Regions from separate parts of the Sus scrofa genome. Here region 1 is linked to region 2. A link is a contact called in public Hi-C data. All regions are on one chromosome and are shown on one strand. Each heading gives the region's core, a stretch centred on a gene start, on an enhancer-like site or on the middle of the called end of the contact. The rest is flanking DNA. Distances are from core to core; before and after follow the strand shown.

Evidence for each region. A called contact is a pair of places that touch in the nucleus more often than the background predicts.
Region 1: a contact with region 2 is called in a Hi-C map of skeletal muscle, with 3 times the contacts expected there. The contact joins the promoter of SNRPA here to the promoter of SERTAD3 in region 2. A contact is called at or near these places in 1 of 47 Hi-C or Micro-C datasets (skeletal muscle) and 1 of 2 datasets of contacts at active chromatin or transcription factors (alveolar macrophages).

Annotation. Positions count from the first base shown.
Region 1 is chr6:48,968,801-48,974,355 of Sscrofa11.1, forward strand. It overlaps SNRPA (small nuclear ribonucleoprotein polypeptide A), which reads left to right and starts at 3,068. Exons shown (of 7, transcript NM_001077222.1): 1 at 3,068-3,140. The coding sequence starts at 3,068. C6H19orf54 (UPF0692 protein C19orf54 homolog) reads right to left here and starts at 2,244. Exons shown (of 4, transcript XM_005655850.3): 1 at 1,119-2,244. The coding sequence starts at 1,438.
Region 2 is chr6:48,708,886-48,714,592 of Sscrofa11.1, forward strand. It overlaps SERTAD3 (SERTA domain containing 3), which reads right to left and starts at 3,865. Exons shown (of 2, transcript NM_001244464.1): 1 at 3,712-3,865; 2 at 179-1,424. The coding sequence starts at 1,418. The coding sequence ends at 825. It overlaps LOC102158315 (a long non-coding RNA gene), which reads left to right and starts at 4,299. Exons shown (of 3, transcript XR_001303673.2): 1 at 4,299-4,567.

The DNA of each region.
Region 1 (5,555 bases), core at 1,818-4,317, 260 kb after region 2:
CCTGCGAAACTCCACGTGTGCCACCTTCTCTTGTAGGCAGATAGGTTAGGGGTCCCCAGAGAAAGAGAACAGGTATGGCTTTCTAGACAGAAGAGAACCCAATACGTACAAAGGAAAAAAAAAAAAACAACTCGAGTTCCTGTTGTGGTTCAGGAGATTAAGAACCAGACTAACATCCATGAGGATAGGGTTTCAATCCCTGGCCTCGCTCAGCGGGTTAAGGATCCAGCTTAAGGATCCAGCGTTGTTATGACTGTGACACTTTGGCCTAAGGCATTTTGTGATCTACACTTGGCCACAATGCTCATCCTTGAATAGGTCCAGGAATTAACTCTCTTAAAGGAAGGAATGCAGAAACAAGGGAGGATCAGTTAAGAAACAACAGTGCAGCCTTGAGGCAGGGCCCTGGTTCCTCAAGGAATACACAAAACAATTCACCCTCCAGTGGTGCAGAAACTAAGTCTCCTGCCCCCCAGAAATAAGTATTTGCAAGTCATTAAACACCTCTTTACTTCACTCTGGGCCTGGGCACAAACTGTTTACTTTCCACATCACATACCCCTGAATAATCTGCCCAACAGCACTCAGGGGTCCCCTCTATGCGGGCTGCACTGACCCCCAGCCCAGGTACTCCCTTTGGGCCCTTCCCTCACAGCTCTGACCACCCTGGGCTGTCACTGGTAGAGGTGGGATCTGTCTCTCCCACCGGGTGTTTGTCAGGGCAGGACTTTTTTCATGGCTGAAGGCACACTGCCACTGAAAGGATCTAAGTAGGGGGCTGAAGCAGACAGGCTATTCATTTTTGTTTTTCTCTTTATGGCTGCACCTGGGATAGTGGTCGAATTGGAGCTGAAGCTGCCAGCCACAGCCACAGCCATGCCAGAGCAGCTTGCAGCAATGCTGGACCCTTAATGCTCACCCTGAGTGAGGCCAGGGATTGAACCTGCAGCCTCATGGATACTAGTCCGGTTCTTAACTCACTGAGCCACAACAGGAACTCCAGGCTGTTTGACCTTGAGCAAACGGGAAACCCCAAGAGGAGATGGCTGGAGTGACCTAGGGACAGGTTTTGGGTGAGACCCTGAGTGGGTGGGTGAGGTGGGGCATGGGGACCCTACCGGTCCTTGTGCAGTTTCAGGAGCCTCTTGACATCCTCTCTGCTCTTGGGGACTGGGCCGGCCCTCTCCAAGGCCTCCTTCAGGAGCTGGCTCTTCTCCAGGCCGAAGACATGAGGGGCAGCAAAGCCGGTGGCAGGTGGTGGAGGTGGCAGTGGGGGTGGTGGGGGTACAGGGGCCTGGAGACTCAAGGGAGAGGGTGGAAAAGCTACGTCCGGGAGATTTGGGGGTAGGGGAGGAGGTGGGATGATGGGGGTCTGGGGTGCAGGAGTTTCTGGAGGATGAATTGGTGGCTCTAAGGGAGGAGAGCATGGAGAAATCATTTTGGGGTCTGTGACTTGCACTGGAAGGCTTAGCAGAGGGAAGGGAAGGATCCTCCCAAATGCGTTGGTCACAGGGATGGAGATTCTGAAGGCTTTAGAGCTGAATTCCAGACTTGGGGGAGGAAGGTGAACAGAAGGACTGAAAAAATCAGGGCTAAAACCTGGAACTTTGGAAGCAGACTCAATCCCTGAGGCTGACTGAAATCACAAGGAATTTGAGAGTTAACGCGGTCCTTTAATCTGGAACCAGATTTGAGATACAGAGTTGGGGTGCAAGGCTCAAGCAGTGATACTCATTAGGAGTTAACTTATCAGGGGCTAGATTTGGAAACTTGGGGTTCAATCTCAGGATATGAAAGCTCAGACCTAGAGTAAGGCACCGAAAGCGGATTTCGAGCCACAGGATTAAAGAGTGGGAGAATTTAGGCTAGATATCCACCCCTCGCATCACAGACCCGAGTTTGGAACCTTAGCGCTGACCTTTGAGTCAGAGGTCAAGAGGTCAAAGGACATCTGGCAGGGAAAAAGGCCTAGCTGTGGAGAAAGTCCTGAAATCAGAGCGCAAAAAGAGGAGGCTTGAGGGTTCGGGAAGGCCGATAGATCGGAGGTCGTTGGGAGCCGCAACAACGCTCGGATACGGAACGGAGTCGGAAGGTAAAACACTGCTCCCCTCCCCGCAAAATGGCGACCGCGGCGCACAACCTTTCCCAAATTTCGTGGTAAGACTTGAAAGTGGTGTCCGCCCCTTTAACGATCACGTGACAAAGAACGCGTAGCGGAGGGGGAAGAGGTGGGGCTCCTAAAGAACTGCCTCCGAGGAGTCCGCCGCGAGAATTGCGTCCCGATTGGCTAGAAGCGCGTGAGGGGGCGCGGCCTTCACTGATTGGCTTGTAGCCCGGGGCGCCGCAAAAGCCAAGGGCTTGCAGTGGTCGGGCGGAGTTGTTCTGCTGAGGCGGGAACCCAAGGATCGTTTTGATTGGCAAAACCTCGGTCCGAGAGCGAGACTTACTCTGATTGGCCAAGCTACCAGGTGTCCGCGAGGGGATTGGTTTGTAGAAAGATAAAGGCGGGACCAGGAGAGGAAGTTTTGTGGTCGGCGCACAGCAACGCAGAAGGTGCCGCTTGCGGGAGCTGCGACTTGGTTCGTGAGTAGTGTGCTCAGCGGCCATTGGGATCGGGCGGGTGGAGAGCCTGGCGCCCGGGCCTTGCCGTGCCTCGGGGGGTCGGGGGAAGGAGCTATTTCTGCGCTGTGCGAGGCCAAGACTCCGCAAAGTTCTCACTCCTACCTTAACTGGCTCATACATCCGGGCTTTTTCTCCTGGGCCGCCCTTTGAGCGCGTGGGCCAGTGGGAACCGCCACCTCGGACACCCCGCCTACAGAGTGGCGTAAAGCATCCTGGGACTCGTAGTAAACCTCTCGAGATTTCCTTCACCACGCGGGCAGGAGACGCCGTGTCGTGCGTTTGCTTTGTTTTTCGAGGTGTTTGTCTTTTCCCTCCTCATTACCCACTTGACTTCCTCTTAGAAGGAAGATCTCTAAGCAGCCCACGTTGGGACAAAGGATTTGGAGAAACCCAGTTCCGAGGTTACCTTTTTTATTCTTTCAGCTCTGTCTCAGCAACTCCTTCCATGGCAGTTCCCGAGACCCGTCCCAATCACACTATTTATATCAACAATCTCAACGAGAAGATCAAGAAGGATGGTGAGTTCTGGAAATAGTTCCGACTCGAGGCTGTCCCACACTTGCCGGCCCCCTCGTCTATCCCCAGCATCCGCGTCTCTTTCTCAGTCTTCTCCAGGCAAACTCTTAGCGTAAACCCCAACCCCTCGGCTTTTGCACATGCTGCTTCCTCTGAGTTTAAGACTTCCTCAGTTGTCTTACAGCCAGCCCATTAACCTGGTAACTGTTGCCCATCCTTCGAGGTTTCAACTCAAGGAGCCCTCCTCCCGGAAGTCTTACCCCTCCCCTTTCTGCCTGCCATGCTTGCTTCTAACTTCCCTTGACTCTGAACATACCCCTTTAAGCCCTGATGGTTGTGGACTGTTTTGGGGCAGTCTCCCTGTTGGCCTTTGACCTCCCTGAGGGTAGGAGCTGGAACTGCCTTGGTCATTGTCATGGTCTCAGTGATCAGCCCACAATGACACTGTTTCATTTCAAAGTGAAAATGAGATGAATAATAATGATGGCTAACACTCTGTTTATAAATCTTGATTACATTGAATTTAAATGGCAACCCCGCAGGAAGGACCTGTTGACCCCATTTCTCAGATTAGGTAACTGGGACTCATGGGTAGTTTGATTTGCCTGAGGTCACACAGCATGGAAAAGTGAGTGAGGCCAACACCAGCCTGGAGGAATTCTGCCTGAGAACTGGATTCTTTTTTTTTTTAATTGTCTTTTTAGGGCTGCCCATTGGCATACAGAAGTTCCCAGGCTAGGGGTTGAATCAGAGCTGCAGCTGCCGTCCTGTGCCTCAGCCACAGCCACTTGGGATCTGAGCTGCGTCTGCAACCTATACCACAGCTCACAGCAATGCCAGATCCTTAACCCACTGAGAAAGGCACCCTCGTGGACACTAGTCGGGTTCATCATCGCTGAGCCACGACAGGAACTCCGAAGAACTCAATTCTTGACATTTAACATATTTTTCCATTTTCTTGAGCAAGTTACTGATCCTCATTTTTTATATAGGAAAACTGGAAAAAACCTTAATACAACGTTTGCATGGATGTTATGGGGATTATGTTGACTAAACTGCCATGCAGCTTGTTTTTATGGTACCCAGTAGTTAGTAAAGGTGTTACTTCCTGCTTATCACCTCAAGACAATTGTCAGGAGAACCAAATTGTTGAGGTTGAGTTTGAGGTTGCTGATAGTTCCTGTTGAAGATAATAAAAGAAGCCATGTAAATTTCTCATAAACTTTGGGGGGGGGCACACCTGCAGCATGTGGAAGTTCCTGAGCCAGGGAGCAAACTGTAGCCAATGCCACATTCTTTTTTTTTTTTTTTTTTTTTTTTTTTTGCTATTTCTTAGGCCGCTCCATTGGCATATGGAGGTCCCACGCTAGGGGTCGAATCAGAGCTGTAGCCACCGGCCTACGCCAGAGCCACAGCAACGCGGGATCCAAGCCGGTGTGCAACCTACACCACAGCTCACGGCAACGACGGATCCTTAACCCACTGAGCAAGGCAGGGACCGAACCCTCAACCTCATGGTTCCTAGTCGGATTCGTTAACCACTGCGCCACGACGGGAACTCCCAATGCCACATTCTTAACCTGCTGTACCACAGGAAAACTCCAAATAGCTCAGTGCTTTTAGAGCATGACAGCCAGCCAGTGCTTTGTGGAGCTGGGGACACACTGGTGACTGAGACAGTCCTGGTCCTGGCTTCATGGAGCCACAGTCCAGTGGGGTGATCAGGGCACCTAGAAAGGGGTATTCAGTTTTATAGAAAAGGAGGCATTTTGGAAAAGCTTTCCAGGAAGAGGAGGCAGTATTTTGGATGAGGGAGAAGAGAATTCCTAAGCTGGACCTACATGCACAATGTCTCGGGGCAAAGAGCCCAGGGCATTCTGGGAAGGTAAGTCCTGCAGTTTTGGGTGCCTGAGATTTAGAGGCCTCTCAATAGAACGTTCCAGTGAGCAGCGCCCTCTGGCTCCTGGGTCCTTTTAGGCTGGGTAAAGTGTCGGACTTCATCCTGAGGGCATTGGGGAACCAGACAAGGGGTACCATCCTGTGACAGGTGAACTCGAGTGGACAAGAGAGAAGACTGGAGTGACCCAGAGTCCAGGGGAATGCTGGGGCCCAAACTGAGTTCATGGGATGGAGGGTTGAGACAGCCCAGAGAGATCATTTTGGCTCTTTGCTTCCCACTTCCCCTGCCTCCGTCACATGTCTTTTTTTTTTTTTTTTTTTTTTCTTTTTTTTTGGCTACACAGCACATAGACACACACCCACCCCCCAGTATATGAAAGTTCCCAGCCGGGGGTCAGATCCACACCATGGCAATGATAGGGACCTGTAGTGACAATGCAGGATCCTTAATTAGCTGCACCACAAGGGACTCCCACGCACCTTTTCTCTCTTTTACCAAGCGTCTTCAGCTCAGTACC
Region 2 (5,707 bases), core at 2,615-5,114:
AAACCTGCAACCTCATGGTTCCTAGTCAGATTTGTTAACCACTGAGCCACAACGGGAACTCCAGGATCTATTTCGTATCCCTGCTCCAACTCTGACAGGGCAGAGATGCAGGAGTCTAGGGAACTTACCAGGTCCCTCCCACTGACCCACTAAAGTTTAGAAACTTTAGGCAACACCACCCCTTCCAAAATACTTTTATTAAAAAAAAAAAAATTACAATCAGAAAACAAAACAAAAAAACCCACCACAAAACCTGCCTTTCTATTAAATAATGCGGCATGGAGCAGTTTGGTTTCCACCCTATTGCACGTGGTCCGGCCTGGTCATGAATCAGGAGGCTGCTGGGACTGGGGTCCTATGAAGGAGGTGGGGTTCAGCCTGGGGAGGAGGCCAGCCCCTCCCATTCCCTAGAGGTGCAAGAGGCAGAAGCTGGGTTTCCATAGCAACCAGGCAGCACCTCCCTGTCATCCTTTGACAGGCCCAGCTTATCTTCCCTGAGGCCCCAGGGGACACGAGGGGAGTAGGAACTGGAGGGAAAGGCAGAAGAAATGTGGACGTGGGAAATCAGACTCCCAGAAACAGAGTCTCATTAAGGCATTTGCAACAGATAAATTAATTCAGGAAGACCCACCTTCACAGAAGGCTGCGATAACCAGACACACACACACATGCAAGACAGTTTGTGGAACCCTGAAATGGGAGCAAAGGAGGCCACAGTTACTGCTTAAAGCCTCCATATAAACACACACACACAGAGTTGCATCCAGGGATTTCAGCCCACCAAGGCTGAGATGGGGAAGGAGCGCCCCCTCCCCATCAAAGTTTTAGGATCCCAGAATGATTTCCATGATGTGATCTAGTTCATTCCACTCCCAGGAACCTGGGGCACAGAAGAGGTTGTGAGGAGGCTCGGGTGGGGTCAGTGCAGGCTCCTTCTCCACTGCCGATGTGTCAATGTCCAGGAAGAAGTCATCCAGGCCGGAGTCCCCTAGGTACCGGGAGCTCAGAGCTTCTAAGAAGACCGGATCGGGCTGGGGCAATACTTCATTCTGGGGACCTGGGGGAGCCACTGGATTGGGAGGGGGCTCAGTCTCATCCATGGAGGTCTCCAGCTCCCTGAGAATAGAGCCGATGGTGGTCGACAGGGAGAAGTCCTCCTCGCCCAGGAAGAGGGGCTCGGGGGGCAGGGCAGGTGCAGGCGTCAGGCAAAGCGCTGCTTGGAGTTGTTGGAGGGTGTTGTGGATGAGGACATGCCTTCGAAGGCTGGGTGCTCGGGGGCCCAGGCTTCGCTGGACTTTGTCTAGGGAGATGCGGAGCAGGGCTTGCTGGTAGCTCCGAAGGCCTGTGGGACTCCAGTCCCACTTCTCATCCTCTTCTTCCTCCTCCAAATCTGAGTGTTTCCTCTTCAAGCCTACCATGATGCCCTGTGGTAAGAAGAGGGGCAAGTGAGACACAGCAGGGTTAGTTCAAATCCTGAATCTCCTGTATGGCTGTTGATTTTTAATGGCCCAAATAAATCTCACAAGGCTAAGGAAGAGAGTATATGTATGTGATTAACAAAACAAGATCTGGACGCAAGACACAGCTGGGTTTGAATCCCACTTACTGGCCCATGTGGCCTCCAGTAGTGAATTTACTTCCTTGAGACTCAATTTCCTCATCTACAAGGAATCTTAATTCAAGTTCTGGAGTCTTAAGGCTGTTCTTTCACAATACTCTTATTTTCAAACACGACACACACAAGACAGATACTGAGTACAGACACCTGGCCTGCAAGTAGAGATTCCTAGGGTTGACTTCTGCCTTTCACACTGCTCAGCTGTGAGATCTTGGGAAGTGATACTACACGCACAATGAACAAGAGTTCATTGCCAGTTATTTATTGAAAAAAAATTTCTTTTTAGGCCGGCACCCTGTGGCATATAGAAGTTCCCAGGCTATAGGTCAAAATCGGAGCTTCAGCTGCTGGCCTACACCACAGCCACGCCAGATCCTAGCCACATCTGTGACCTACACCGCAGCTCACGGAAACGCCTGATCGTTAACCCACTGAGCAAAGCCAGGGATTGAACACCAGTCTCATGGATACTAGCTGGGTTCCTTACCGTCCAGTCACAACGGGAATTCCTCATTCAATATTTTTATTTGAGGAGTTCCCGACGAATCCGACTAGGAATCATGAGATTGCAGGTTCGATCCCTGGCCTTGCTCATTGGGTTAGGGATCCAGCATTGCCTTGAGCTGTGGTGTAGGTCGCAGACAAGGCTTGGATCTGGCGTGGCTGTGGCGAAGGCCGGCGGCTATAGCTCGGATTAGACCTCTAGCCTGGGAACCTCCACATGCCGCGGGTGCGGTCCTAGAAAAGACAAAAATATATATATTTCTTTAATTTGAAAACAAAATGAAACAAAAAATAAAATACAGGTCCACAATCACTTAAAAAATTTTTTTTTTGAATGTCTACTATATTCTAGCCACCTGGAACCCTGATAGGGAACCTATCTGTGGAGACTCTTCTTTTACAGAGAACAAATATTTTTCCTGACTGGGAGCTCTCGCAACAACAGTGAAAATACCTCCCTCACTCCCTCTGTGGTTGCCTTCAGGTTTCTCCAGCATGAGTCCGGTAGGAAAACTCGCCAGAACATTACTCACGCCAAGCCCCGCCCCCGACCAGCCCATCCAACCAGGCCCCCGCTCTCTACAGGCCCCGCCCCCTCGACGAAGTTCGAGTTCGGAACCCAGACACGCCCCAACTTGGTCCTTGGGGCTTATGGGAAATGTGGGCCAATAGCCTCCAGGTACACGTACTGACGTTGAACGCGCACTACAACCCCCGGAGGGCTCAGCAAGCCGCAGGGACGCACCTTCCCCGCCTTCCCTTAGGGCATGCGCAAAGCGGCCCGTGGTGGGTGGGGGAAGGGAACCCGGACGTCCAGCTGCCCGGCGCCCGCCGAGCCCCGCCCTCCGCTGCCTTCAGGGCTGCGGGTCTGAGCTCCACGCCCGAAACACCCCTCCCCCACCCGACTCCGATTCTAAACTGCTTTCTACCGGTCCTGCGGACCGTAGAAAGTCCCAAATTCTTCCATCAAACTACTCTCGGGTCCAGAGACCCAGGCCCCAACACATCGCTCAAAGACTTACAAATGCTCTCCGATGCGCTCTGTTCGGGCCGCTAGGTATCTGAATTTTGAGACCCTCCCCGTCAACTTTCCCCTATTCTCCGGTCTTTCAAATGCTTCTCAACCTCATCTCCGACTCCCCCTCCGGCTCCAAGACCTGACTGGGAACTCTCCTCTCCCCAGGACCCCTCTCCACCACTGCGTCTAGGAGATCGAGTCCTTGCCCCTATTTCTTTCGCTTCTCCAAATGCTCGGGATCACAGCGCAACGCCTCAAACTTTTTCCTGAACAGTAGTGCCCGACTTTAACTCGTCCCGGAGACCTGAATTATCCCAATCTTCAGATTTCCTGCCCCCAAAAGTTCCTTCCCTAGTTCTCTCGCTTCCCAAACACCCCGTGTCCCAGCTTCAGACTCCCTCCACTTGAAGACCCTGTCCCCAAAACTTCGCCTTCCTTTCAGGATCTCGAAACTCAGTCTCTCCAAACCTGCGCCCCCTACTCCCACCCATACCCCGCCTCCACAACTCTCCGGAGCGCCTCCACTTCCCTCAACCCAAGGCGGATCCCAAGCCAGGCAGCCACACCTCACCTCAACTGCCAGGTTCGCAACAACTACCTCCGGGAACGCCCGCGGCTTTGCGACCCTCCTTTGCGAGTGCTGGGTAGGGGCCGCGCTCACCACCCCGGGGCCTCTCGGTCTGGCCTCAGGCCCACCCAGCTCCGCCCGGAGCCGAGCCGCGAACCATGATTGGCTGGAGTCCTGCCCACCGCAGGGCGCGGATTGGCTAGGCGGAGCTACCGCCTGTCGCCTGGAGACGCCGGACCCGCCTTCCCCTCCTTCGCTCCGCGGACCTTTTAAAGGATTCTGACTTGCCGGGAGGCAGGGCCACCTCTCTAGGGTGGATGTTGCACCAAAACTGTTTCTTTCAACTCGGCTACTGTCCTCGCTCCAAGACCGTCTTCATTGCTCTCTGCGACCCCTTTATACCAAGCCTGGACCCAGTCGCGGAGGAAGATTGACAGGCACGCCCGGCCCCACCCCGCTTACCGGGAGGACCCCGCTGCGCCTCTCACGAAGGCCGCGCCCCTAGCTTTGGAGGGCGGACCCTGCGGAGGAGGAGGATGACGCACCGAAGGCCAGCCAATAGTTTGGTGCGGCCTGTGTTGCCTGGGAGATCTTAGCCCTTCCTCCCTCAGGATGGCACCCCTGCTGCGGGAAACTCGCTCTTGGCTCCCCACTGTCGTGGGGACAAAGTCCAAACTACTTTTTTTTTTTTTTTTTTTTTTTGCCTTAAAGCCCTTCAGGTCTGGCTTGATGCACTCTCCCTTGCTCTCTACAATCCTGCCGCACCGACTGACTCACTCTTTCTAAAATGGCTCCACCGCCGTGAACAGAGATTCGGTTTTCTTCCCTGCCTTATCTTCAGTGCCTACAACAATGCCAGGTTCGTATCAAGTTCTCGAAAATGAGGGGGGAAAAAAAAAGACCTCTGGCACAACATTGTAAGTCAAAATCAAGGATACTTTTAAAAAGACCTCTGGATCTTGAAACTTTTTCCCATCCTGAAAATACGCCCTCAATTCCCAGGCTGCCTCTTGAGTCAGAACTCTTCTCAAAGTTTTCCTCTCAGTTCTGAGGCTCCAGGGATGGTCCAGACCCATTCTGGCCTCCCACAGGGTCCTGTGCTTCCCTCATCGCGACCCTGACTCCTTTGCCTGAGTCTCCCCGACCTTGGCCCTGGCCGTCACTGGATTGTGGGCCTCCTGGGGACACGTACCAATGTTATCTCACTGCTTGGTCCCCAGCATCACCTAGCACAGGGCCGGACACAAGGCAGGCGCCCAGTGAAAGAAAGTTTGTTAAATGCAGACACTGTAACAGAAGAAATAAAGCGGGAGGAAATGAGTGCGGCCGGTGCCCAGAAAGCCTGAACCAGCCCTGCCCCACCCCCACAACACGTTCCCGCCCACGGGAGGAGAGAGTTTTCTCCAGGCCGCTCCGGAGAAGGAAGGTTTAAGGCTCTTTGGACCAGTCCTCGCCGGTTGGAATTTGTCAGTCATGTAGTCCAGCTGTGTGGAGAAGAGTATAGGATGGGAATGGATTTGGGGTTGGGGGAGAGCTTTGGGGGTTAGGTAAGCGAGGAGTGGTTTGCTCAGTCCTGGGAAAGGTGTCTCTGGGGGACAAAGGTGGGGGAGAGTAGATTCCAAGAAGGGACATGATTAGGAAGAGGCAGTTCTTCCCCTCCCCGTGCCGAATCAGCCCCTTCAGGCTTCCTGTCTCAGGGTGGCCCTACTGCAACCCCACTTTCAGGATTCAGTCCTAGGTTTCCTTCTGGTGCCTCCCTCCCCTCCCAACTGTCCACTCAGGCTCCCGCCCACTCTCCCTCTCTTCCTCAAGGTCCCAGGACACCCTCTGGGTTCCCAGTCTCTACTTCTGCACCCTCCCATCCACCCGCACACAGTAGCCCAGGGAAGCTTCATAAAACACAAACCCGGAGTTCCTGTCGTGCGGCTCACCAGTAATGAACCCAACTAGTATCCATGAGGATGTAGGTTCAATCCCTGGCCTCTTGCTCAGTGGGTGA